2 separate regions of the Nomascus leucogenys genome follow, and region 2 is linked to region 1. A link is a contact called in public Hi-C data. All regions are on one chromosome and are shown on one strand. The core of a region is the stretch at or near the end of the contact, and the rest is flanking DNA. Distances in the headings are between cores, read along the strand shown. Region 1 holds the start of BRF2 (transcription factor IIIB 50 kDa subunit). Region 2 has its middle 4.3 kb from the start of RAB11FIP1.

Region 1 (4,668 bases), core at 934-3,433:
TTCAGGGCCAAGCCAAAGTTTTATCCAGGCTCTTAGAGGCTACCTCAAACATACATCTGATCAAACCCAAACCTTATACTGAATTGCTGCCTCTCTCAGAACCATCCCTATTTATTTTATTTTATTTATTTTATTTTATTATTTTCTGAGACAGAGTCTGGCTCAGTTGCCCAGGCTGGAGTGCAGTGGCGCCATCTTGGCTCACTGAAACCTCCTCCTTCTGGGTTTAACCGATTCTCCTGCCTCAGCCTCCCGAGTAGCTGGGATTACAGGTATGCACCACCAGGCCCAGCTAATTTTTGTATTTTTAGTAGAGACAGGGTTTCACCATGTTGGCCAGGCTGGTCTTGAACTCCTGACCTCAAGCGATCTGCCCGTCTCGGCCTCCCAAAGTCTAGGATTACAGGTGTGAGCCACCATCCCGATTTTAAATTCCTAATTACCATTCTCTTCTACTCTACCTCACACCAGCAATGCTGAAAATAGGAAAAGTGAAAAGCTGGGCTAGGCCACCAGGATAATTTTCTTTTTTTAATTATTATTTTTTTGAGATGGAGTCTCACTCTGTCACCCAGGCTAGAGTGCAGTGGCGCGATCTCAGCTCACTGCAACCTCCACCTCCCAGGTTCAAGCGATTCTCCTGCCTCAGCCTGCCGAGTAGCTGGGACTACAGGTACATGCCACCATGCCCGGCTAATTTTTGTATTTTTAGTAGAGATGGGGTTTCGCTATGTTTGCCAGGCTGGTCTTGAACTCCTGACCTCAGGTGATCCACCTGCCTCGGCCTCCCAAAGTGCTGGGATTACAGGCGTGAGCCACAGCAGCCGGCCTAGGATAGTTTTCTTTAAAGCCACTGTGTTGTAAAAGGTCAATTCTCACCTCGTTGCTGGCTGCGACTAACTTGTTCGTTTTCCCCTGTGCTTCGGGAATATGTTACCTCTGTAAGATAATAAACAACAAATAGTGTGCTTAGCCTTTATTCATCAGACCCCTGCCCTCCCACCACACAAAACCAGAATGCAGAATTCAAATCATTGAGCATCTGCTGCTGCACAGTTAAAGGCCCCATCTGGTTTTCTATGTCTACAAGCGGTTCCGAATACACAGAGACTGGGAAAGGTTAGGACTGCATTAAAGCAGCTCCAAGTGTTCCAAATTTCCAGTCATCCTTCCAGTACATTCCACACGGGCAATTTCCCTAGTAGCAGATTTTGTTGTTTGTTTAAGGAGTTTCCCTCTATAGTCCAGGCCGAAGTGTAGTGGTGCGATCATAGCTCATGGCAGCCTTCAACTCCCAGGCTCAAGCAATCCTCCTACCTCAGCAGGCTCCTGGGTAGCTGGGATTACAGGTGTATGCCACCATACCTGGCTAATTTAAAAAATTTTTTTAGGCACTCGTCTCGTTACGTTACCAAGGCTGGTCTCGAGATCCTGGGCTCAAGCAATCCTCTCGGCTCTGCCTCCCAAAGCGCTGGGATTACAGGCGTAAGCCACCCCACACAGACAGTGGCTGCAGATTTTGAGGGCTGCATTGGTCAGAAACTTGGAAAGCAAAGAAAAGTGATGTTTTGCCAGTTTGTGCTTAAAACTATTTCAGGGTAATAATACCTGCTATAATCATATCGGCAATCCTTCCACAATGACCAGACATGGCAAGATAAGTGGAACTTTGTTTCTGTTTCACTTATTCAATATTTATTACACGCACCATCTATGCCCGATCCTAAGTGCTGGGAAAACACAGATGAATGGCAGCCCCCATCTCCTTCAGCTCCCTCGCTCACTTTAGGTCATTTTCTCTCCAATTAAGTGTGTGCGTTTCAGTTAGGAGTATGGGGGGAGCGGGGAGACAAAAGAAATCTGATGTTAATCCCTCCACCGCCCCAGGCTGTCCCCTGGGCCACAAGTACCTCGGAGATTGCCCTCGTCGCTGAAGGTAGTGGTAAGGACCCCCTCGGTGACCACGCAGCCGCAGTCGGAGCACACCAGCTGGCTCTGCGAATAGTGCGAGTCTTCCACCAGCTCCGTGGAGCCGCAGTCGGGGCAGCGGCCTCTGCCTGGCATCTCACAACCGGCCCCAAAGCCGCAGAAGCCTTCGGAGACTCCTGGGTCTGCAACAGCAACCGTGAAGCAGCAAGAAGTAGGAGGGGACACTTCAAAGGGTTGCACCCCCGTCTTCCGGCCAGTGCGGCAGCGGCATAGGCGGTTCCCTCCGCGGGGAAGCTGCGCGCTATTTCCGGTCTGTTCCTCCGCGGGCTCGGGTAGAAACGTGAGCTAGGAGAGGAGGTTCCTGGTCTGAACTGTAGCTCTCTGGTTTCCCTTCTCTCTGTAGTTAGTTTTTGGGACCTAGACTGGGGTTGAATTTGGGAAAGTTTTTGCCTACATGGACACGTATAACAGACAGGAGATTGTTGTCACCCCTGAACAACCCTCCTTTTAAAGTCCTAAGGGAATCGCACGTTGGTAATGAATGTTTAATTTGGCCATAGAAGAAAGTATATTTTTTAAAGGGAGAGTAGTGGAGAGAGAGCGGGAGCAGGAAACTGTGTTCTGCTTTCCAGAGCTGCTTCCTAAAGCAGGTTCCTTCCTCTCTTTGCCTCCTGTTTTTCTCAACTGTAAAATGAGGAAGTTGAAATAAAATCCAGAGAGGTAAACCCAAATGCTTTTCGAGGCCAGGCAGGAATGGCTAAAGGAGTTTGGAGTGAAAGAATATGGAGTGATGGAGCTTTTGGCAACCTGGATCGGCGCAAGCACGCAGATTCAGATGTTTTTTAAAAAACCTTGAGCTAACCGGGCGTGGTGGTTCACGCCTGTAATCCCAGCACTTTGGGAGGCCGAGGCAGGTGGATCACCTGAGCTCGGGAGTTTGAGACCAGCCTGGGCAAGATGGTGAAATCCCGTCTCTACTAAAAATACACAAAAATTAGCTGGGCGTGGTGGTGCACGTCTCTAATCCCAGCTACTCAGGAGGCTGAGGCAGGAGAATCGCTTGAACCCAGGAGGCGCGGGTTGCAGTGAGCCGAGATCGCGCCACTGCACTCCAGCCTGGGTGGCAGAGCGAGACTCCATCTCAAACAGAACAAAACATACCTTTAAGAAGGGTCAGTCCCTTCTTTTCCACACCCAGTTTTAACACGTGATATCCAAACCTAAAGACACCATCCCTTCCCTGAGAGACTGCTTTCTCAGAGTGTGAGAATCACTACTCCTTTTCAGAGACATCCCATCCATTCCCATGGGGCTTGATCACATTGGAGGGCAAAGGGACACAATAATACCCAACGGTCCTTTCTCTTCAATTTGAATTACTTTAGTATCATAACAGAAGGGGGCTTCAGCACATTAATTGTGGGTGGGATCCGGCAGTTCAAACCCCCCACCCTTTTCTAGACCTCCCCACTAGCGTGAGATACAGGATGAGAGCTTATTTCTGGCTGACAGTTAAATATTAAGACACATTTGCACATGCGCACCCTCACACACACACCACTCAGAGACATCCATTAGTTTTAGTGTGGTTGACATTCTTACTTGGACGAAGAAAGTGTCCCTGAAAGCGACATAAGTTGCACTGGGAACAGTTCCTTGCATGATCACACAGCAGAGCATCAGACTCCCCTCATCCCCAGTTGTGTGCAGATCTTGAACCTACCTCCACTTTTTTTTTAAGCGGGACTTTACAGAGCCCATCTACCTACGACAGAAGCCTTGAAATCCTGCCTGACCCAACCTGATTGATTGTAAAGTGGAAAAGCAGTTTTATGACCCTGCAGCCAGCCACGGAAGGAGAAAGCTGGTTGTCTTTCCCAGTCACACATGTGGGATGTACTTACTGGGAGCCTAGGAGAGCCTGGTCCTCGGGCACACACAGGCTGGGAGGGGGCAGGGTCCAGGCCAGAAGGTGGCGCCCTCTACTAAGCTGTGTAAGTTTGGGGTTCACTTTCTCAGGAAGGAGTCCATTTATTTGGGAAATGTATTTGCCTTGCTCCAGGAAATCTGGACAGACGTGGAAATCATCTCGGTGCCCTCTCCACTGCTCCCAAGTCTTCTAAGAGTTATCATTCCTGGTAGTGATTATCTTTTTATTTTATTTAATTAATTAATTTATTTATTTATTTTGAGATGGAGTCTCACTCTGTCGCCCAGGCTGAAGTGCAATGGCACAGTCTCAGCTCACTGCAGCCTCCACTTCCCGGGTTCAAGCAATTCTTCTGCCTCAGCCTCCCAAGTAGCTAGGACCACACGCGCCCACCACCATGCCTGGCTAGTTTTTGTATTTTTAGTAGAGACGGGATTTCACTGTCTTGGCCAGGCTGGTCTCAAACTTCTGACCTCAGGTGATCTGCCCACCTCGGCCTCCCAAAGTGCTGGGATTACAGGCGTGAGCCACCATGCCTGGCAGTGATTATCTTTTTAACAGATGCCCCGAGTGCCCAGGGTGGGCTTGGCCAGAGCAGAAAGCTAGTTGTCGGGAGGCCATTGAACAGCAGCCCAGCTGTAGTCCAGATGTATAATGCTGACGTTGAGGCCAGAGTTCTTTCTAGAGGGGAGAGTAGAGAAAGGCACTGAGGAAGAGGAGGATCTGGCACCTGAATGAAGTCCTCTGCGCATCCTCCCTCGGTTGGCTGTGTACATTCTAGTTCGTTGTTTGACTTTCTCTTTGGATGG
Region 2 (4,668 bases), core at 1,276-3,775, 55 kb after region 1:
GTATGCCTCAGGTTTGCAACTGAGGGCAGCTGCAGTGTGGGAAAGGCCTGTTTAGTATGTTGGAAATATTTTTTTTTCTTTTTTTTCTTTTTGGAGACAGAGTCTTGCTCTGTCTCCCAGGCTGGAGTGCAATGGCACAATCTCGGCTCACTGCAACCTCTGCCTCCCAGGTTCAAGCAATTCTTGTACCTCAGCCTCCCAAGTAGCTAGGATTACAGGCGTACGACACCATGCCTACTACTTTTTGTATTTTTAGTAGAAATGGGGTTTCACCATGTTGGCCGGGCTGGTCTCGAACTCCTGACCTCTAGTGATCTGCCCACCTCGACCTCCCAAGATGCTGGGATTACAGGTGTGAGCCACTGCACCCGGCCACGTTGGAAAGATGATGGGAGGAGTGGGGGAAAGCAGCCAGCAGGCATAGAAGGGGCAAGAAAGCCTAACAGAACTGTGTTGTTTTGGTGCCATTTTCCCTTTTGGATGATCCATTATACTCATTCAACATTATGACTCAGTTAATTTCCATAAAGGCTTCTTGAGGCCAGATGCAGTGACTCACACCTGTAATCCCAGTGCTTTGGGAGGCCAAGGTGGGAGGATCACTTGAAGCCAGGACTTCAAGACCAGCCTGGGCAACACAGCAAGATCTCATTACTACAAAAAGATAAAAAATAAAACCAATAATCAGCCAGGCATGGTAGTGCGCACCTATAGTCCCAGCTACTCAGGAGGCTAAGGTGAGTGGATTACTGGAGCCCAGGAGTTTGAAGCTACAGTGAGCTATGATTATGTCACTGCACTCCAGCCTGGGCAATAGAGCGAGACCCTGTTACGATTTGTTGAGCGCTTACTTTGTGCCAGGCATGTGCCAGGTGCTACCAAGGGCACAAAGCTGAATGAGACTCAGTTCCAAGGCACTCCATCATCATCTAAAGGAAGTCCTGATTACTATGATGCTTTGGGTGTTTTGAGGAGAGAATGATTTCTGTAAGTTGGTGGGTTTTTGTGAAGGAGGGGCTCAGCTGGGCCCTGAAGGATATATCAGATTTGACAGAAAGAGGAGGAGACATATGAGAAGAGCATTTCAGGAGAGAACAGGAGAATAGCCTACGCAAAGATATGGGGACCAGAGAGTCGTGGCGTTTCCAGGTTTCACATACCCAATTGTGGGTGGAGTGTAGGATGCTTTAGGAGGCCACTGAGAATGAGTGGTAGAAATAAGACAGGAATAAGACAGGCTGGGCTCAGACCATGAACACCAGGCTAAGGAGTTTATGCCACAGTGTGAGACCAGGGGAGCCGGACTTCAGAGGACTTTGAGCAATGACCTGGTTAGGCTGTTCTCAAATTGCAAGGGAGGTATGAGCAGAAGGAGTCCAGCAGCCAACAGCTTGGCAGGCAGGTCACAGCCAGATGCCTTCATTCATTTTCACCTGGGGATTGTCTGCCTTCTGCCCCAATCTGCCTACCCCTTCCCCATCTTGGAGTCTCTTCTAAGTTGGTACCGAATTAAATAAGAGGGTATACACTTTCCTCTTGATTATGCTACCTGTCCAATGTTCTACTACACACCAGCTGAACAAAGTAATAGATTTCAGTTCAAAACTGACCTGGGGAGGGGGGGCACAGCGTCTCACACGTGTAATCCCAACACTTTGAGAGGCCAAGGCTAGAGGATCACTTGAGCCCAGGAGTTCAAGACCAGCCTGGGCAACATACTGAGATTCTGTCTCTATAAAACAAACTTCAAAAATTAGCTGAGTGTGGTGGCGTCCACCTGTAGTCCCAGCTACTAGGGAGGCTGAGGTGGGAGGATTGCTGGAGCCCAGGAGTTCAAGGCTGCAGTGAGCTATGATTGCCCCACTGCACTCCAGCCTCGGCAACAGAGTGGGACCCTGTCTTTAAAAACAAACAAACAAACAACTCAGCCTGGGAGGAAGTTTTTCAGCTCTAGTTCCCTCTCCTCTCCAACACTCACATTTTTAGTGCTGCTCCCCCAATAAAGAGAACAAGGCATAAAGCCTAGCTGGACAGCCTCCCCAGCTGAGTATGAAACAAAGCATGTCTTCCACTCATGGAAAGGATTAGAGGACAAAGAGGGTGGGGAAGCACCTGTGACCTCATGTGTTTGAGTTTCTGTGAGACACAAATAGACTTTGGTGAAAGCAAATGTGGTAGTTTGGAGGCAGGCGCAGCTGCCTCACCACCCAGAAGAAATCCAGACCACTCTCATCAGACAATGACCACTGGCAGGGGTTAGCTCAAAGGAGTAGGGGCTTCCCAAGGCAGGAACTGGAAATTTTTCAGAGAAGGGAGAGGCGGGAGCCCCAGCACCAGGTGTGCCGTAGAGCTGCCTTGCTGCCTCCAGCTGCTTTGGTGGCTGTTTTTTCCCCTCCACCAGCCCAAAGCACATTGTCCCCATGACTCTCTGCCCAGGAGTCACCCTCTGTCTTCTCCCAATTTTCCAGACCCAGAATCCAGGCTTGGGGATGCACAGGGACAACAGCAAGGGCAGTGACAGGGGGGGCACCCTGCAGGCCCCTGGCTCCCCACCAGCCCTGGGAAGACTCCACTGTGGCCGCCCCTCCCCGCTCCCAAAGGCCAGGCTATGCTGGCCAGCTGAACCCGCGCAGGGTCACTGAGTTCCAGGAGTGTTTGTAAATACCTCCCGCAGCCAGGGTGCGGCAGAACAGGAAGGCTGCTCCTTCCTCCCACCCTGCCCTGCCTCCAGCTCGGACTGAAAGAGGAAGAGTTTCAATCAGCCCTGAGCATGTGGACAAGCCTGGCAGGTTAGACTGGACAGGTGAAACACCTGTCCTCCTTCAAAAGCAGCAGAGCAGAGAGTGCCAGGACTCCCAGCCACCTGGATGGCCCTGGGCAGCCGAGCTGTGCAGTTAGAGCTGATGAGAAGGCAGGGCTGTGTCTAAGCCAGCAGGAAGCACCTCTTCCATAAGAGAGTCCCTGGGGCCACGCTGGGGGAGAGGAGAAAAGGGGTTCCAGGGAGAGAACCCTCCTGACAGTCACTGCCCCAGAGCCCTTCAGTGTCCCTGATCCCCCTGCTGCAGGGACACTAGCTCAGAAACCATCCCTGGGGACTCCAGGTGGGCTCTTGTGCTATCCCATGGAGGAGCAGAAAGGGGCTGGAAATGGCTCCTTGACCTTCTGCTTTGCTTCAGACTCTGGGGTGTGGTGAAAAACGTCCACACAGGGTGATTCACTCACCTGGCTCTAAACAGCCGTTGGGCTTCCCCGTGTCCAGCTGCCTCAGCCTCCTGCCCGCTTGGTTGGCCGTGGGCATCTTTCAGGTGTAGGTTTGAGGAGCAAGGGCTTCCTGCCTTGTGGGGTCAGTGAGAAGAAGGGAGGTCAAAGTGCCTGACTTCAGGTTCTCTTTCCCTTGCCCCAGTAGCTGTGGCAATGTGGAGGTCGAAACCATGGCCCAGGCGCCTTGGTGGCTGTTTTCTCCCCTTCACCAAGGCAGAACACATTGTCCTGAGACTCACTGCACTCCCCGCAGTGCTGCAATCACAGCTCACTGCAGCCTCAAACTCCTGGGTTCAAGCAATCCTCCTGCCTCAGCCTCCCAAGTAGCTGGGACTACAGGCACACAACACCATGCCTGACTAATTTTTTAAATTTTATTGTAGAGACAAGAGTCTTGTTATATTGCCCAGGCTGGTCTTGAATTCCTGAGCTCAAGCAATCCTCTTGCCTCCGCCTCCCAAAGCAGTGGCTTGTAGGCACGAGCCACCGTGCCAGCCAGTACTGCACCTCTGTGTTACCATTTCTAGCTTTCCTGATTGCTTGCAAATAGAAGGCAGTTCAAGGTAAGTAGAGGACCCATAAATGACATGCAAACCTTCGGCATGGACAGAAAACTGGACAGAAATGATCTCAACAGGCAAGTGACTATTTCCCCTGCAACCATGTTAAGAGCATGGCTTTGTTGAACAAAGCTTATGTTATAGATAATGCAAAGGTATTGTCTTTCCAATTTGTCAGGTCCCCTCAAAGAAGACCCCTGGATCCCACAAATACAATGTAGTAGAAAATGTGCACCCCTTTCCTTCCCTTCCCACTGCACAAATCCTTCGTTTAGGCCTCTCCTAGCCAGATTGCTTCTGTTTCCTAGCTTATTTCTTATGCTTTATTCAGGACTTGCTTTATTCACTTGGAATCATCTCAAAAGCAGGAAATGGGCACCTCACCTTTGTTTCTTGTTTTGTTTTTCTGTTTGTTAGTTTGTTTTTAGAGACAAGGTCTCACTCTGTTGCCCAAACTGGAGTGCAATGATGCAATCATCTCTCACTGTGTTATCGGATGGGAAGTCTTGACTGTGAGTTGTCCAGGTTCTTGACTCATTGAATAAAGAATTGAACAAAACACACAAAGCAACAAAAGGAAAAAGCAATGAAAGTGCAGATTTATTGAAGTGAAAGTGCATGCCACAGAGTGGGAGCAGGCTCTAGCAAGCGGCCCAAGAGCCCCGATTGCCATGTTCTTTAGGGTTTTTATTAAGATAAGAGAATTTGGTAACACCCCAGGTGCCCTTTAGAGGCCTCCATTGGTTACACCCTATGAAGGATTGGCACGCAACCAATTGGAGTCTGAAGTGTTATCACAGGAGCAAGGATGTGGCCTGGATGCTGCCCAATCTTGCCTAGAACTGGC

Evidence for each region. A called contact is a pair of places that touch in the nucleus more often than the background predicts.
Region 2: a contact with region 1 is called in a Hi-C map of a lymphoblastoid cell line, with 4 times the contacts expected there. The contact joins the enhancer-like site here to the promoter of BRF2 in region 1. A contact is called at or near these places in 3 of 4 Hi-C or Micro-C datasets (a lymphoblastoid cell line and an unstated tissue).

Annotation. Positions count from the first base shown.
Region 1 is chr8:42,695,791-42,700,458 of Asia_NLE_v1, forward strand. BRF2 (transcription factor IIIB 50 kDa subunit) reads right to left here and starts at 2,184. Exons shown (of 4, transcript XM_030817104.1): 1 at 1,911-2,184; 2 at 880-939. The coding sequence starts at 2,064.
Region 2 is chr8:42,750,491-42,755,158 of Asia_NLE_v1, forward strand. No RefSeq gene overlaps it. Among named protein-coding and RNA genes, the nearest start is that of RAB11FIP1, 4.3 kb to the left of the region's middle. Within about 2 kb of position 2,526, the one cell type or tissue checked has an H3K27ac peak away from gene starts, as active enhancers do. A contact at or near this core is called in a lymphoblastoid cell line, where this site is marked.